Regions from separate parts of the Sus scrofa genome. Here region 2 is linked to region 1. A link is a contact called in public Hi-C data. All regions are on one chromosome and are shown on one strand. The core of a region is the stretch at or near the end of the contact, and the rest is flanking DNA. Distances in the headings are between cores, read along the strand shown.

Region 1 (7,825 bases), core at 3,006-5,505:
CCGCGCCTATCATTGATAGAGCAAAGGGACCATGGCAGGGCTGGCTTAGGCCAGTCAGGGCCCAGCCCCGGCGTGGAGTCGGGTGGGTGGATCGCAGCTTAGCAACTTCTGCTGGAACTTTAGGGTGTCTCCATTTCTAACTCATACCCTAAGCTGTCATAAGCATTCCCAAGCATCAGCCCAGTCACCATACAGACACTTAAGGGTCATCTGTCCCTGCTCCTGCTACCTGGAACTTCTGTTGGGTACTTGCCATGCGCCAGACATTGAGCCAAGTGCTTTACAGAAGATTGGACTTTCTAAGGTAGCTCAAAAAAAAAAAAAAAAGCACTTTCTTTCCCTGCCTGGCTTCTGAACAAATTGAGAAATAAAACCAAGCAGTGACAGAGGGAGAGTCTAGATCTGGCCTCTATTGCTGATGAAGCCTGGACAGTGGACGCAGCTGAGGGGAGAGGCTGATGGACTCAGCCAGGAGGCAGATGTGGGCAGTTGTGTCTCTGCTGCCCATCCCTTCAGCCCCTGAGTCCAGGAGGAAGCCCTCTCCTGTGGAGAAAAGAAGGGCCCTGTTGTTGACATCATTATCATCCTCATTTCAGAAGGATGGTTAAATAACCTGCCCAAAGTCACATCCCTAGTGTGCACAGCTGGGTCTTGAGCCCAGGAGTCGTGCTGGAGCCTGGGTTGTCCCTAGTAAGTGAAGGGTGACTTCACTCATGGTCTTGGTTCTCCCCAGACCACACTGAGCAGGTTCCTCTTCCTAATGGTCCTTTGGGGGTGACTGTATAGACAGCGACCCCACCTGTCAGTTGTCACAGTCCCATACCCTCCCACACGTTCTGGGGGCTCCCCCACTGCAAAATGAGCTGAGTCTCAGTGACCCTGAGGTCACAACTGAGTTCAGTCTCTAGACTGGCTCTGAACAGCCCCCAGTTTCCTACCACCAAGTCCTGAGCAGATCTTACAGACCCTGGCCTCAGAGAAGGGTTCCAAAAGGGAGGTTGGGGGGTGGGACACTCCACCCTGTTAATCTCCCTGCTCAACCTGTTTCTGCAGGTATTGCTGATTACAGACCCAGAGATGGAGAAACCATCGAGCTGAGGCTGGTTCGCTGGTAGCCCCTTGGGCTCACCCACCCTAACTGCCTCCCACACTTCCTGGGCTTCTCTCTCCAGACATCCCTGTAACAGCCACATGCTGACGCTGCTGCCTCCTCCTGTGCACTTGTCCCTGGATCACCCGAGTTACCACCCCTGTGGGGGTCCTAAGCCACTGCTCACCCTGGAGCAGGGAGCCCAGCACCTTCTCCAGGAGGTCTGACTGCCTGGGCTTGGCCGTACCTGGCCCTACAGGTATCCCGTGAAGGCTGAACGTGGGCTAGAGGGGGTCATGAATATCTCTGTTGACTCCTTGGCTCAAGAAGGCCGCCAGATGTTGGTGTTGTGAGTACCGCTGGCTCCAGGATTGGAGTCTTGCAAGGAGAGCTCCATGGCCTGACCCCAGCTCTTCACTCAGGCAGGGCTGTGGCCCCAGAGCCGGCCGTGAGGTAGCAGCTGGCAAGAACTCTGCAGGCCCGCTCTCACTGCACCTCCAAAATAATTAAAGAATTGATTGTGCACGTGCCCCAGTGTCCTGAGGCCTCATGCTTGGGGCCAGTGCAGGGGCTGGGACAGGGAAGGGGGAGACACCCCCTGGGGAGCGGCAGAGGAAGAGGATGTGTGAGCATTCTGCTGAGTGCTGGGGGACTGGTGCTGGCCATTATGATGCGATTACTGTTTGGGGAGTGTGTACCTGATAGACACTTTCTTGCACAACTCTGAGGTTGTTGATATTTCTGTTTTCCTCTCTGCTTTGCAGATGAGGAAACGGTGCTCAGAGAGGGGGAGTGACTCCCTCTCAGTGTCAGTCAGGGGGTGTGGCTTAGGAGACAGATCTGGCCTGGGGAGGCCCCCTGACTGAAACACTGAAAATCAGGGGCCTCAATGATTGTGTCATCTAAAAAGCACCACGCAAGAGTTCCTGGGGGCAAAATGAGGGCTGTAGCCTGGGAGACAGCATTTCAAAGAGCTCTGAGAAATTGCTCTGAAAAGGTAGGGGAGAAATCAGTGTTATTTATGATTTTAGTGAATGGGTTACATGCAGTCAGGTACACATATTGGCAGAAGGTCACAGCTAGTCTCCTGAAGGTTACTGCTCATCTTGTGAAAGTTACTTACTCCTAGTCACAAGGAGTAGATGACACCGTAATGATTTCACTGCTTTTCTAGATATGAGAAGATACAAGAATTGGGCTCATAAAATCTCCTGAAAATATCTCTCGAAAGCCTGTTCTGCCGGTTTACCCAGAGCACAGAGGGCCTCATTCCTGATCACCTTGAACACCTTTCAGGGTGTGTTAAAGGTCAGCAACTGTGTTGGCTAGTGACCTAATCCTTGTAGTGCCAGTTTTTAGTTGGCGATTGTTAGGATCTCATGACAGAGTCTAAATTCAACCAGAGGCCCGGGACCCTAGAGCTTTTCCCCAGAGCAGTCAGGGCACCACCCCAGGCCTCAGCAGCCAGTGGGGTGGGGAGCCTTCCTTGCAGCAGGAGGGCCTAGGCTCTGGGTGGCCCTCTGGGAAGTGGGGTTCAGGCCAGGGAGGCACCCCTGGCAAGGTTAGGAAGGGGCCTGCCTTCAGAGGCCCCTTTAGACAGCACATTGGGCTTTCCAGTAACTCCAAATTGTCAATGCTGCAGATTAAACATGTGCTTCTTCCAGGAGAGTCAGTCTCCAAGGTTTAGGGTCTGGGCAGGTAGGAAAAATAGGTGATTTAAAAGATGTTTTGATATTGAAATAAAGATCAAAGTATCTGAAAGCCAAATGAAAAAGGTGACACTGTCTAGGCCCAGGCCTCTAGAGTGCTTATTCACTGTCCTTCCTTAATCTCAGCCCAGGGCACTTTACTGGGGGAATCAGGACCTGCCCTCCTTTGAAGCGTGGGGGCTTAAGAGGTCTATGGCTTACCTCAGGTCACTCAGTCCACCAATTCAAGGGCAGCCAAAGGCAGTGAGGAGATGGAAGTTGGGGCTCAGGCCTTCTCCTGAGTATGGCCCTAGCAGTGACTATGTCACCTTCCAGTTCAGTTCCCCAGGCCCGCTATTTTCTCAGCCTGAGTCCTGAAGCCTGGGGATGGGTCTGACTGGCATAGGCCATCTCCTGACACTGGGTCAGATGTCCAGTCTGGCTCAGTCAGCAGGAACCAAGAAGGGGTATGGATGAGAGGACAGCTGCATCCTCAGTAAGAGTCTGATAAGCAAAGGCCCTCCCTGGGGTTGGGGACCAGGTTTGTTTCTGACCTGCATTTAGATCCGTGTGACTCCATCCAAACTGCGTTCCCCCTCACAGCCTAACTCACAGCTTGGTGGGGGTGGTTGGTTTACAGATGGGGAGACTGAGGCCCCCGCAGTCAAGTGATTTGTCTAGGAACATGCAATGGGGGTGGTTGGTTTACAGATGGGGAGACTGAGGCCCCCGCAGTCAAGTGATTTGTCTAGGAACATGCAATGACAAGAGAGCCCCATCCTACAGCCTCTGTAGCCCACTTGCTGGAAATGGGTTCTTCCTCTCTCCCAGTGCCTCCTGAAGGTGGAGACCCTTCCCAAATCACCTGCTTCCTGTGGGGGGGGGGGTGAAGTGGGGGCGGAGACAGTCAGATCTGAGGGATTTGGGAGCCTGTGGCAGGGCCAGGCTACTGGGAGCTGCTCTGGGCTTTTAGGTGGACCCCAGGGGATGTGAAGGAGCCCCTGCTTCCCTCCATGAAGCTGGGCACCTGCCTCCGTCCCCAGTCTCCCACAATAGCCTGTGGAGAGCTTTACTGCCTGAAGGTCAAGGCAGGTTAAAAACTGGAGCTCTCCAGCCAGACAGACTAAGTCTGAATCCCCCACTGTGCTTTGTGGCAGTCTTGGAGGAGGTATAGACACTGCCTACCACTCCCCACTAACTCAGCTCTGAGAAGATCAGGGGGTTATTTATTATGTTTTTTTATTTTTATTTTTATTTTATTTTTTTGTCTTTTTGCCTTTTCTAGGGCTGCACCCATGGCATATGGAAGTTCCCAGGCTAGGGGTCTAATCAGAGCTGTAACCACCAGCCTACACCAGAGCCACAGCAACACGGGATCCGAGCCTCATCTGCAACCTACACCACAGCTCACAGCAAGGCTGGATCCTTAACCCACTGAGCAAGGCCAGGGATTGAACCTGCAACCTCATGGTTCCTAGTCGGATTCGTTAATCACTGAGCCACGATGGGAACTCCAAGTTTTATTTTTTTAATTAAAGCTTACTGGAAACTGACAAAATCTTAAAAAGAATATAACCCTTAGGGGCCCTAGTTCCTCCTCTTCAGGAAATGTGGGGCGAGGTGGGCTGCCCCTTGACTGGCTCAGTTTCCCTCCCACAACCCCTCCTGGAGAAACGCTGTTTAAATAAACACCTATATATTTTGGTCCTTCGCTTGGAAATCTCCTGCCCTACAATTCGTAGTATTCAGCAGTGATTTGAAGGCTCCTATAGGTATTAGAATCATCAGAGGCAAATGAAGAAAAAAAAAAAAAGCACACTCCTGGGCCCACCAGATGGCATGTGATTCAGCAGGTCTGAATCAGCAGTGAGGCTGGGGATTTTAATTCCAGCCCAAGGATCATGATGGGGATTAGGGAACACTTGCAGTAATTCTCTGTTCTGGCCACCAGAGGGTGCCAGGGACCGTGTTAAGGGTCTCCCTTTGAGGTCTTGTTCCTCTAGACAGGTTGCCTTCATCAAGGACTTGCTGGTCAAACAGGCTAGGGGTGAACAGTATCCCAGCTGGCAGGAGCTCCCACAGAAGGAAACCGGGCATCAGAAAAGAGGCTCACAGCGGGCACTGGGCACTTGTGATTCTTGCATATCTGACTCTAGAGCTAAGAGAGGCCAGGGCTCAGCCTGGAATTCCTATCAGCCTGTCCTGTTTTGGGGTGTGCTGTTTACCCAAACCTCAGCTCTGAGACTAACCGTCCATTCTGATGGAAAAGCCAAGACTCAGGCAGGGGCAAAGGCTTAATGGCAGCTGCTCTGGCTCCCAGCCCACCTGGGGCTCATGTCCTGCCAGGAATGGGGACAGAGAATGGACACTAGGAAGTCCAGCTGTGAACCAGCCTCCAGTGCCCAGGAGATGGGACAGGGCCTGCTGGCCAGGGATAGATGCTGGCTGGCGGGGCCCTGCTTCCGCAGCTGTGGGTGGCCTTGGTGAGTCAGCTTTCCTCTGCCTGCCTAGAGGGGGCCCGCCCTGGGCTGGGAGAGGGAGGTGTTCGGATTAGGGAGGGGCATTAAGGTGCCCCGGTGGTCCAGCTCTTCTGGATGCTGAGGTCCCACGGGATATAACTGTGGCCCCGAGGCCCATCTTCGAAGGAGGTCTCCCGGGGTGGGTGTCCTTGAAGATGGAATCTCTGGAGAGGCTAGGGCTCTTTATCAGGCTCCCTCAGAAAGATACCCCGTGGTCTCCTGCTCTGTGTTCGTCTCTAAGAGGCTTGCCACGGCACTAGGTGGGGAGAGGCCTGATCCCCCACCAGTAGGGTAAATGGGAACAGACTGGCTGACCACTCCCGTGAGGGGGGGCTCTGCTGGCGGAGGGAATGCTAGGCGGATGGGGGAGAGACGGAGAGCCGGCAGCTTGTGGGCGGGGCCTAGCCAGAGGTGACGCCCGAGGCTCAACCCAATTTTCCGGGTGGGGCGAGAGGGGCGGCCGCGGAGGCGGGGCCTAGAGCGTGGAGCCTTGCCCTCCGCCCGAGCCTGGCGGGATCTGCCGCCGCAGCCTGAACCGCAGCCGGAGCCGCTTGGAGCCGGAGCTGGAGCGCAGGCCCTGCCGGAGCCGAGCTGAGCCGAGCTCGCCGCTGGGCACCGGCCGGAACAGGGGCCCGCGTATCAGCCCGCTTCAGGGCCTGGGCGCTATCGGAGGCAGCGAGCCCCGACAACCAGCACCGCCCGGCTCAGGAGCCCGGATCTCCCCTTCAGGCCTGCGTACAGCCTGAAAACGCAGGAGAGTCCCGGGGTCTGGACTGAAGAGAAAAAGGAGTATTCCGTCTAATCATAGCGGGCACTGGGAGGGGAGAAGAGTGGAGACTTCGCCTGGCACAGGGCAGAGGTGCCCTGCACTTACTAGGCCAGGCTTGAGCACCAAAGAGCCTGGCATCCTAGTAGAAGCGACCTGGGCTCTGCCCTGCCTGAGCCGGGAACGCAGCATAGCTCCTGGACAGCCGCTGGCACAGGCCCAGCACAAGAAGCAGTGCCCTCACCTGTCAGAGACACGGTGGGATCCGAGGACTCCGGATCTGGCCCGACCCAGAGTGGGGCTCTCTGGTGACTCAGAGCTGGTCACTGGCGGGCCGGCCTCCTGCCCCAGCCCCACTGGTACGGATGTGCCGCTGCCCGCCAGAACACCATGACAGCAGGATGACCTCAGCTGAGGTAGTGGCACTGGCTGGCGGGGCTCGGCTGGCCGGGTCCCCCGAGTGGCCCCCAGACACACCCCAGGCCCTGGGGCGGCCTGGCCGGGCCCGGGTGGCTGTGGCAGCACTGGTGTGGCTGCTGGCGGGAGCCAGCATGTCAAGCCTCAACAAGTGGATTTTCACAGTGCACGGCTTTGGGCGGCCCCTGCTGCTGTCTGCGCTGCACATGCTGGCAGCCGCACTTGCATGCCACCGGGGAGCCCAGCGCCCCATGCCTGGCCGCACCCGCCGCCAGGTGCTGCTGCTCAGCCTCACCTTTGGTACCTCAATGGCCTGTGGCAATGTGGGCCTGAACGCTGTGCCCCTGGACCTGGCACAGCTGGCCACCACCACCACGCCGCTGATCACACTGGCCCTGTCCGGGCTGCTGCTCGGCCGCCGCCACCATCCGCTGCAGTTCGCTGCCATGGGCCCGCTCTGCCTGGGGGCTGCCTGCAGCCTGGCCGGGGAGCTCCGCACACCACCAGCTGGCTGTGGTTTCCTGCTGGTGGCCACCTGCCTCCGTGGCCTCAAGTCCGTTCAGCAGAGTGAGTACCTGGGCCACCGGCTGAGGAGGTGGGGATCGGGGTGGGAGTGTGGCCTGGGTGGCCCTGTGAGGGGCTTTGGCCATTATCCCATTTAATATATGAAGAGTCAGGAACTGAGGCTCTTCTCAGAAAGGGCCAACTGATCAGTGAGTTCAAGACCCCAGATTTAGGCTCTAGAGGCCCAGCCAGTATTTGGTACCATTTGCTGCCGTAGATCTGTGGCCCATGTTTTGCCAAGCCCTTTATCTCATTGGATCTCCACACCTGATCAAGAAAGTTGGGCCACATGAGCAGCAGAGGCAAGATTTTTAAAATTTCTTTTTATTTTGGCCACCCCATAGCATATGAAGTTCCTGGGCCAGGGATCAGATCTGAGCTCCAGATATGACCTATGGCAATGCTAGATCCTTAGCCCACTGTGCTAGGTCAGGGATCGAACCTGTGTCCTGGTGCTGCAGAGACACCGCTGATCCTGCCATGCCACAGTGAAACTCCCAGAGGCAAGATTTGAACCCAGGCAGAGAAACTCCAGGTTGTCCAAGTTATGTCGCATGAGGCTGTGAACCCAGAGGGAGCCTGAGAGCAGGGACCCGGGAAAGAGAAAGAGGACGAGGCCATGAGCTGGGATTCGGAAGGCGAGGTGGGTGGGCTCATCTGGCAGGGGCTGGTGTTTACTGGGAGCTGCAGTGTAACAGGCCCCATTCCGGGTGTTGACGTTGAATCATCATGGCACGCACCACCTTCATCCCCATTTTACAGGTGATGGAATGGAGACCCA
Region 2 (7,825 bases), core at 3,704-6,203, 39 kb after region 1:
TGGCAGGGGACAGTGCTGATGGCAGTTAAATGATACTCTTTTAATGGGATCAAGTGTGTCTGAGAAGATCTTTAATTCTTGCTGAAGGCACACTTCCTTTCCTCCTCCCCATCACCAGATGCATATCGCTCCTTTAGGGTACTTGGAAAACCTGGCCAATTTAAAAAATTGCTGGGTGCACAGTGGACCTTGTTCCTTCCCTCTCCAGAATTTCTCCATGACCTGGAGTAGAAGGAGGGAACTTCTGGGGTTTTGGGGGGCTTTTTTTTTTTGGCTGCCCCTGTGGCTGGATCATTAACTCTTCTACCTACCCATCCACTCACCTATCCATCTGTCCAACATAGAGGTGGAGGAACTGGTATTTTTTTGTTTGCTATGACACCTCTCACTTTACCTGATCAGTGTGGGGAAGTGAGGTGACCTGCTGACCAGGAGTGCCTCTGCCCTGACTCACTCTGACCTTGGGCAAGTCACCTGTCTGCTTTGAGAGTTTGGGGAGCTGGAACAACCTCAGAGCTGCCTCGTGCGGGGTGCTTCTATTTCGCTGGCAGATAACAGAGGCAGGGAGTGGGGAATTGACTTGCCAAGGTCAGATAAGGAATGGGTGGATTTGGGACTGGATCCCAGGGTGCTGCCACTTTGTAAAGTGGGGATGGGAATCTGGCTCCCCTCGCCTCCTGGGGTGTTAGGGAGGACCCCATGAGGTAAGTGGTGGGAAAACGCTTTGAGAAGTGAGGTCACCAGGGCAGAATGTCCCAGCCGTGTAACCAAGGCTGGGCCACAGTGACCACAAGGGGTCAGCAGATGCTTGCGCGCCCAGCTGGATCTGCTTGTGCCTCCAGCTGGATCTGTGTGCCAGGATCTGGGAGGGAGGCCAAATCACTTCATTCCTGAGGACCCCTATTACAAACAAGAGGACGACAACGGATGCTTCCCAGCCCAGCCCCTTGGTGGGGCAAGAAGTGTTACCTGGGTATTACAGTTCAGGGCCTGGCCCAACTGCTGACTTGGGAGCTCTGCAGGACTCTGAGGGCTGAGGGGGCCAAGCCAGAAGCGAGCCTTGACCTGGATCCTGGCCTCCCACAGTAACCTTTCTCTGGGCTTCAGCTCTCCTACCTCCAACTGTTTTTTGTTTGTTTTTTGAGTGGAGGATAGTACATGTGCTGGTGGCAGATCTCTGCACTTCTTTCCATTCTCAAGCCTGAGATGCAGCACAGACCTTTACACACATGATGCTCCATACATATCTGTTGAGTGGATGGGAGCAACTCCTGCTATGAGCAAAGCCAGAAAAATCCAGGTCAGCTTGTGGCCACAGATTCAAAAGTAGATGCTGGTTTATGTCTCATTTTACCCAGGAAAAGAGAGGCAAAAGCTAAGAGGGAGGCAGGGCAGCACGGTGCACAAATTTGGAAGGAAGGCCTCAGTTCAAATCCCAAGTCGACTGCTTTCTGGCTCTATGTCCCTTAGCAAGTGCCTTGTAAAATGAATCAGTATGTTTCCTCTGCTATTATGCAGCTAGGTCTGGCTTACCTCTGGCCCCTTTGCTGAATGAGGATATCTGGCTGGAAGCTGTGTGTGGGGCAGATCACACATAGCAGAGTCAGGAGGGCTCTATTTTGTGGTCCCAGTATCCACTCTGCAAGCCCTTGCTGACCTCAGATATTTAATTCATTTTCTCTAGAGAAGAGACACATTGTTTTCTGCCTGGGAGAAATGTTACCTGCACTTTGCAAACTTCAGTGTAGAGAGAGGTAGGACAGTAGGTTGGAGCAGCTATCCCCCCACCCCTGCCCCAGGGTGTATGTGAGGCTATGTTTATTATATAACTAAGCAGACACAAAAGGATGTCATAAAACATGTGGAAGGCATACAAAAATACAAGACATCATGGGCTCGCCAACCAGTTTGAAGAATAAAATCCCCCATTTTGTTCCCCCTCCTACTGTCTGCCATAACCTGTTGACTTTGAGCCTAAAGCCTCCCTGGGTTCTTTCAAGCCAACTGGCTCCCACCTCCTCTTTAGTTGGCTAAGAGAATGTTCTCAGCCGCTGCTTCCACCTGTTTTGCTCATCAAGTGCTCTCTCCTTCTTCCCATATTCTAAGCACTTGTTGAAATTTCTCATTCATCAGTGATCCATCTTTTTTTAAAATTGAAACACCCCCAACATGGTGTTTTTAAGCCCTCTTAACTGTTCTCTTTGTCTCCATGGCCTCTGCCACCCTCTAAATGATTTTTTTCCCCCTGTCTTCTTTTATTAGAATGTAAGCTTCAGGATGGCAGAGATTTTAGTCAGATTTCTTTCACTGCTCTATCATCATGATAAATACCATGAGGTATTTATCAGGGCCTAGAAGAAGATTTGGCATATGATATGAATTCAATGAACATTTGTTAAATAAAGTCTTTTTTTACTTCTCTTTGCTGTCAAATGCTTAGTACTATTTGAGATATTTATTTATTTATTTTGCCTTTTCTAGGGCTGCTTCCCGCAGCATATGGAGATTCCCAGGCTAGGAGTCCAGTCGGAGCTGTAGACGCCAGCCTGTGCCAGAGCCACAGCAACGCGGGATCCGAGCCGAGTCTATGACCTGCACCACAGCTCACGGCAATGCCGGATCCTTAACCCACTGAGCAAGGCCAGGGATGGAACCCACAACCTCACGGTTCCTAGTTGGATTCGTTAACCACTGCACCATGACAGGAACTCCCCTATTTGAGATTTTTATACTTTTGTTTCAGTAGGGTCTCTTTGGGTCTCAAGAAAGATGGGAGGCAAACATGGGTGCTTCTCAAATACCCTGAACGAAAAGTCTCAAAGTCAGTGGTTCTTAATGTAGACGGATCACGGACCCCTTTAAGATTATGATGAAACCTATGGAACACACAAATTGGCACTTACATTTAAATTTACACGTAATATATGAAGATCATAAACTCCATCCTAAGGACCTGCTCTCTTAGAACATTTCTGGAAAGATGTGTGGAAACTATCCACATACTGCTCCAGAGAGGAGGAAGAGGGGAGTTCTTTCATTATACACCTTATATACTTCAGTTCTAAATAATGCATGTATTACAATTTTAAAGTTTTAGAAGCCAGTTAAATATTTTAAAGGAACTTTTGTTTTCACCCCTTGGGGTGATCACAGACTCACAGGGAGTTCAGTGTACTTAGCTTTAGGATAATAGGCAGCAGTGGGAGCTGTGGCTAAATGGAACTTGCATACCCCACACAAGATGCTTAAATTCACAGCATGAAAAACATGGTGTTGACCAGACTGCTCAAGTCTCTGTTTAATTTGTTTCGTCAAACATTTCACAGAACACCCTCTAGTTCAATAACTAGGGAATATATACTGAGCACCTACCATGCCAAATGAGCTTGACATACATGATTTTTTTTACTCTCAACCTGGAGGTAGGGATTATTATCCTCATTTTACTGATGAGTAAGAGGAAGCTCAGTGAGGTGACTGAAGGTCCGGCAGCTAGGGTGTGATAGAGCTGGGATTTCCCTAGTGGCTCTGACTCTCAAAGCCCAAGATTTTCCCTCCATATCACTGTCCATCAAAATGTGGTCCACAATCCACCCACATTAGACATCCCTGGGGAACTCATTAAAATGCATGCTCCTGGATTCCCCCTCAGACCTTTTGTTTGACTCAGAATCCCAGGGAGACGGGGCTGGAAAAAACTGAATTTCTAATAACCTTCCCTGGGGTGATTTGAAACAATTATTAGTTTTGAATAGGTGAAACCGACACCCAGTTAAAACATTCAAGAGGTTCAAATGGTATAAATGAAAAGCAAGCCCCAGCTGAATTCCCCACTTGCACATTTCTCCTCTACCCACTTCCCCCCTCCAAATCGCTTTCCCTTGAGTCAGCACATTCAAGTTTGAGGACCATCTTTGGTATATGGGATATACCAAGATGGGCAGGTCTCTGCACTCCAGAACTTACAAAAATCTGCAGCTAAAACAACCATTCGGGGGCGGAAGCCCAATACCCATCCTTTCAGCCTGTATTTCCTAGTATTCGTGGAAACCATCAACCTTCCCTTTAGGATAGATTCTTTAAAATCAGTGATGTTTAACCTTTCTGGGAACACAGATCCCACTGGGACTCTCATGAAAACTAGGGACCTTCTCCCGGGAAAAATGCAAACAGGTAAAACTCCACAGAAGTTTTACAGGCCGCCAGCCCAGATTGTCAGGATGTCCAGGAGCTCCAAATTAAGAACTTCGCTTTTAGATGTGTTCCTTTGTACTAAGAAGCTCCGCTTACTAAACTCTTTCTATATTCCTTTAGAGAGCCTGAACCATGTTGCCACTTGCAGCGAAGTGTCCTGGATGAAGCCGAGGCCAGCTGACCCAGGAGGTAGAGGCGTGGTGACTTCGGGCCTCTGAGCCTGGTGGCAGCGGGAAGGACCCACAGACAGGTGATGGACCCCTTGGGGGGCGTTGGGCTTCCTCCCCAGCTTTTAACGTCACTCGGCTGGGTCCCTGTGCTTCGGGAGCATTCTCTGGGTTTCGGGGAGCGCCGGCGCGGGGCAGCGTGCAGAGCTGCGCTGGGAGCCGGCTCCGCATTCATCATTGTTCGCCCAGCGCCTGGCACCGGTTGGGGCGCAGGCAGGGATGGTGGTCTGAAGCGCGCCATCCCTTCCGCGGCGCTCGCTCGCTCGTCAAGATCGCGCCCACGAGTATTTCTAGGGCGTCTTCCTAGGGCTAGACTCGGAGCCGGGAGCTGGCGACGCAAGCGAGGGTGGAGGTCCAAGTTCAGTCCCCCGCGCGCAGAGGGGGACGAGAGCTGGCGGGCGCAGGCGGCACCAGGTGCACCTGCCGGGAGGGACGCGAGCGCGCCCCCGACGCGCTCTCGCGACAGCGCCCCCGGCCCCGCCCCAAGCCTCCACCCCCGCTTCTCCCCCCTCCCCCGCGCCCCCGACTCGGCCGCGCTCGGGTCTGCGGGCTCTATGGGGAAAGCGGCCGCTCTGTGCCGAAGCGGCGGCTTCAGCGGCCGCTCCCGCGGGCTCTCCTCTCTCTTCACGGTTGTCCCCTGCCTGTCCTGCCACACGGCGGCGCCGAGCATGAGCGCTTCCACGCCCGGCCCCGGGCCGGAGCCCAAGCCTCAGCCCCAGCTAGTGCCCCGGCCCAGGCGGGAGCTGATGTCAGAACAGGTGTCGGAGCCAGTTTCTGAGCGGATGCCAAGATCGGAGCCTGAGTCCAAGATGTCTGTACCGAGGCCAGGGTTCAAACAGGAATTAGAACTGCTGCCCGGGTTGGGGACGGGGTCAGGGCCCGGGCCAGAGTTGGGCTCAAGCCCAGGGGCTGGGCCCTTCACCAAGACCCCATCCGAGCAGGTGCCGGCCCTGGGGCCAGTATCGGGGAGCGTGCCCTTGAACAAACTCGAGTCAGGGTTGTTGCCGGCATCAAAGCCCCCACGACCGGGACAAACGAAGACAAATCTTGGGGCTCCAATGCCAGGGAGTGGCACAACTTCCACTGTCCCGGTGGCCTTACTACCTCTGGACAGCTTCAAAGGCTGGCTTCTCAAGTGGACCAACTACCTGAAGGGCTACCAGCGCCGTTGGTTCGTGCTCGGCAATGGCCTCCTCTCTTACTACAGGTATGGAAGTGTCAGGGTATGGAGTCTAAGTTTGGAGGGTTATGATGCTGCAGTGATGGGGACAGAGGGCATCCATGGTTAGAGGACACCACCGGTAGCCTAGGGACGTTTGGGAACACGTAGTCTAGTAGGAGAAATAATACCTCTGACCAACCTTCAAGGGCTGGGGCCCTGACATCTGACAGGGGAGTTCCCTGTGGATGTGACCTCTGGCAAGCTTGAGTCTAGGGAGTGAGCAGGGAGGTTGGAGTGAGGGAGTGATTTGAGGCCTTAGGACCCCTCTGGTTTTGGTAACTGTGGGACTTGGGCCAACTAACCAGAGTCAGCCCCTCAAGTCCTTGATTCAGGAGCTAAGATTGTTGTATTAGAACTGAGGGGGATAGTAACCTTGTCATCCCTTGGGTCCCACTCGTGGGAGGCTCCAGTTCCCTCCTCAGTTGGTCAGACTATTTCTCGATTTTCCTGATGCCTGCTGGTTGCTGGCTTTAGGTTGGGCACAGCAGTCTCACAGATGTATCAGACATTGTTCCTGCCCTCAGGAGCCCATTTTGGTATTCTATGGAGAACCAGGAAGCCCCCCACCCTGGCCTTTCTTATTCTAGAAGCAGTGTGGGATTAAAAATTGAAGTCCAGTGGAGAGATAGCTAACACTGTATTCCCCTGAGATTGACTGAAAGGGGGAAAATACTAAAGGCTGCCTTGGTGTGTTTCCTGGGTGTGGTTGGTTTAAACTTTGAGATCCCAGATCACTTTGTTCCTTTGATTCCCAAACCTAAGCAAGCATCAGAATTCCCTAAAGGGCTTGTGGAAACTTCAAGTGTTCAGCCACCCTGCGAGTTTCTTCTGTGGTGAGTCTAGGAGGGATCTGAGATTCAGCATTTCTAATAAGTTCCCAGGTGATGCTGTTCTGGGCTGCAGTCTGAGAAGCAGGGCTGCATTGTCATTGCAAGCAGGAGGGCCCTGCCTTGCTCTTTGCAAACTCAGGTCACCTTGCTGTCTTCACTCAGTTGGACAGTATTCCTTCAGGTCACCCACCAGAGCACTTATATGGTCCTTCCTAGCCTTTTTGGAACACAGCTTCTAGAGGATGGTTGAGTCGGTGATGTCCCTGAGAATTTGGGAGCTCCACTGAACTTAAATGGTAGTTCCCACTCAAAGCGGGGTCACTGTCATTGATTCCTGGCAAGAGAGAAAGCTGACCTGTGTTTCTAATGCGTCCATCTCATGTGGTGTCTTGTTGCCCCTCAGTCCACTCAGCTGCATCATATGGATCACAGAACATAGTGTTCTTAGAGCGAGGCAACTGAGCAAAAAGAGATCCTTTTCGAAATGGTGTTTTTATCTCACTTCCCATACTCTGTAAGATATGTAAACATTTCATCAAGGCATGCAATGATAGGGATCCTCAGTGATTTGTTATGAGTATGTGTCACTCTGTCTGCTTGTGGACAAGGGACATAACACATAGGGCACATCCACTGTGGACCACACTTGCTGTTTTATGTTGCATTCATTTATTTCATCCTCACAGCCACACTGTGAAGTGGGTTCCAGGATTGTCCTCTTGTACAGATGAGGAGCTCTGAGTTTTGACAGAGAGATGTGGCTTGTCCAGAATCTCTGGGCCAGGTGGGCAGGCGAGAGAGAGTCTGACCTGGGCCTTTTGCTCTGTGCCTGTCCCAGATATGTGTCCTAGTATCTGGCTTTACATTTAGATCTTTAATCCCTTCTGCGTTTATTTTTGTGTAAGGTGTTAGAGGATGTTCTAATTTCACTCTTTTACATGTACCTGTCCTGTTTTCCCCAGCATGCTTATTGAAGATACTGTCTTTTCTCCGTTGTATATTCTTGCCTGCTTTGTTGTAGATTAACTGACCATAGGTGCACAGGTATATTTCTGGGTTTTCTGTCCCAGATGTGTGTCCCAATACCCACTCATCCTTGAGTTCAGTATTTCTGAATTATTTGTGTTTTACCAGGTGCTACTGACCTGCGGGGGTCAAGAAAGTGTTTGTGAATCTAGGGTCTTACATGCAGGAAGGCCTAGTTCTAGTGGAAATAAAATCTGACCTCATGCATTTTTGTTTTGACTGGAAGAGCAAAAATGTCCTGTCTTTTTTCTTATAATAGCTATGTATAGACAGTTGGCATTTCAAGGCAATCTCAAATGTTTAGATTCTCTGGGTAATTAAAAAAA

Evidence for each region. Hi-C and Micro-C count contacts between places; a contact is called where the count stands out from the background.
Region 2: a contact with region 1 is called in a Hi-C map of embryonic fibroblasts, with 2.0 times the contacts expected there. The contact joins the promoter of OSBP2 here to the promoter of SLC35E4 in region 1. A contact is called at or near these places in 1 of 5 promoter capture datasets (liver), 12 of 47 Hi-C or Micro-C datasets (brain, embryonic fibroblasts, epiblast stem cells and 7 more) and 2 of 2 datasets of contacts at active chromatin or transcription factors (alveolar macrophages and skeletal muscle).

The regions. Positions count from the first base shown.
Region 1 is chr14:47,514,347-47,522,171 of Sscrofa11.1, forward strand. It overlaps SLC35E4 (solute carrier family 35 member E4), which reads left to right and starts at 4,256. Exons shown (of 4, transcript XM_021072952.1): 1 at 4,256-7,047. The coding sequence starts at 6,429. It overlaps TCN2 (transcobalamin 2), which reads left to right. Exons shown (of 11, transcript NM_001244436.1): 11 at 1,054-1,620. The coding sequence ends at 1,115.
Region 2 is chr14:47,553,135-47,560,959 of Sscrofa11.1, forward strand. OSBP2 (oxysterol-binding protein 2) reads left to right here and starts at 4,954. Exons shown (of 15, transcript XM_021072949.1): 1 at 4,954-5,628. The coding sequence starts at 4,976.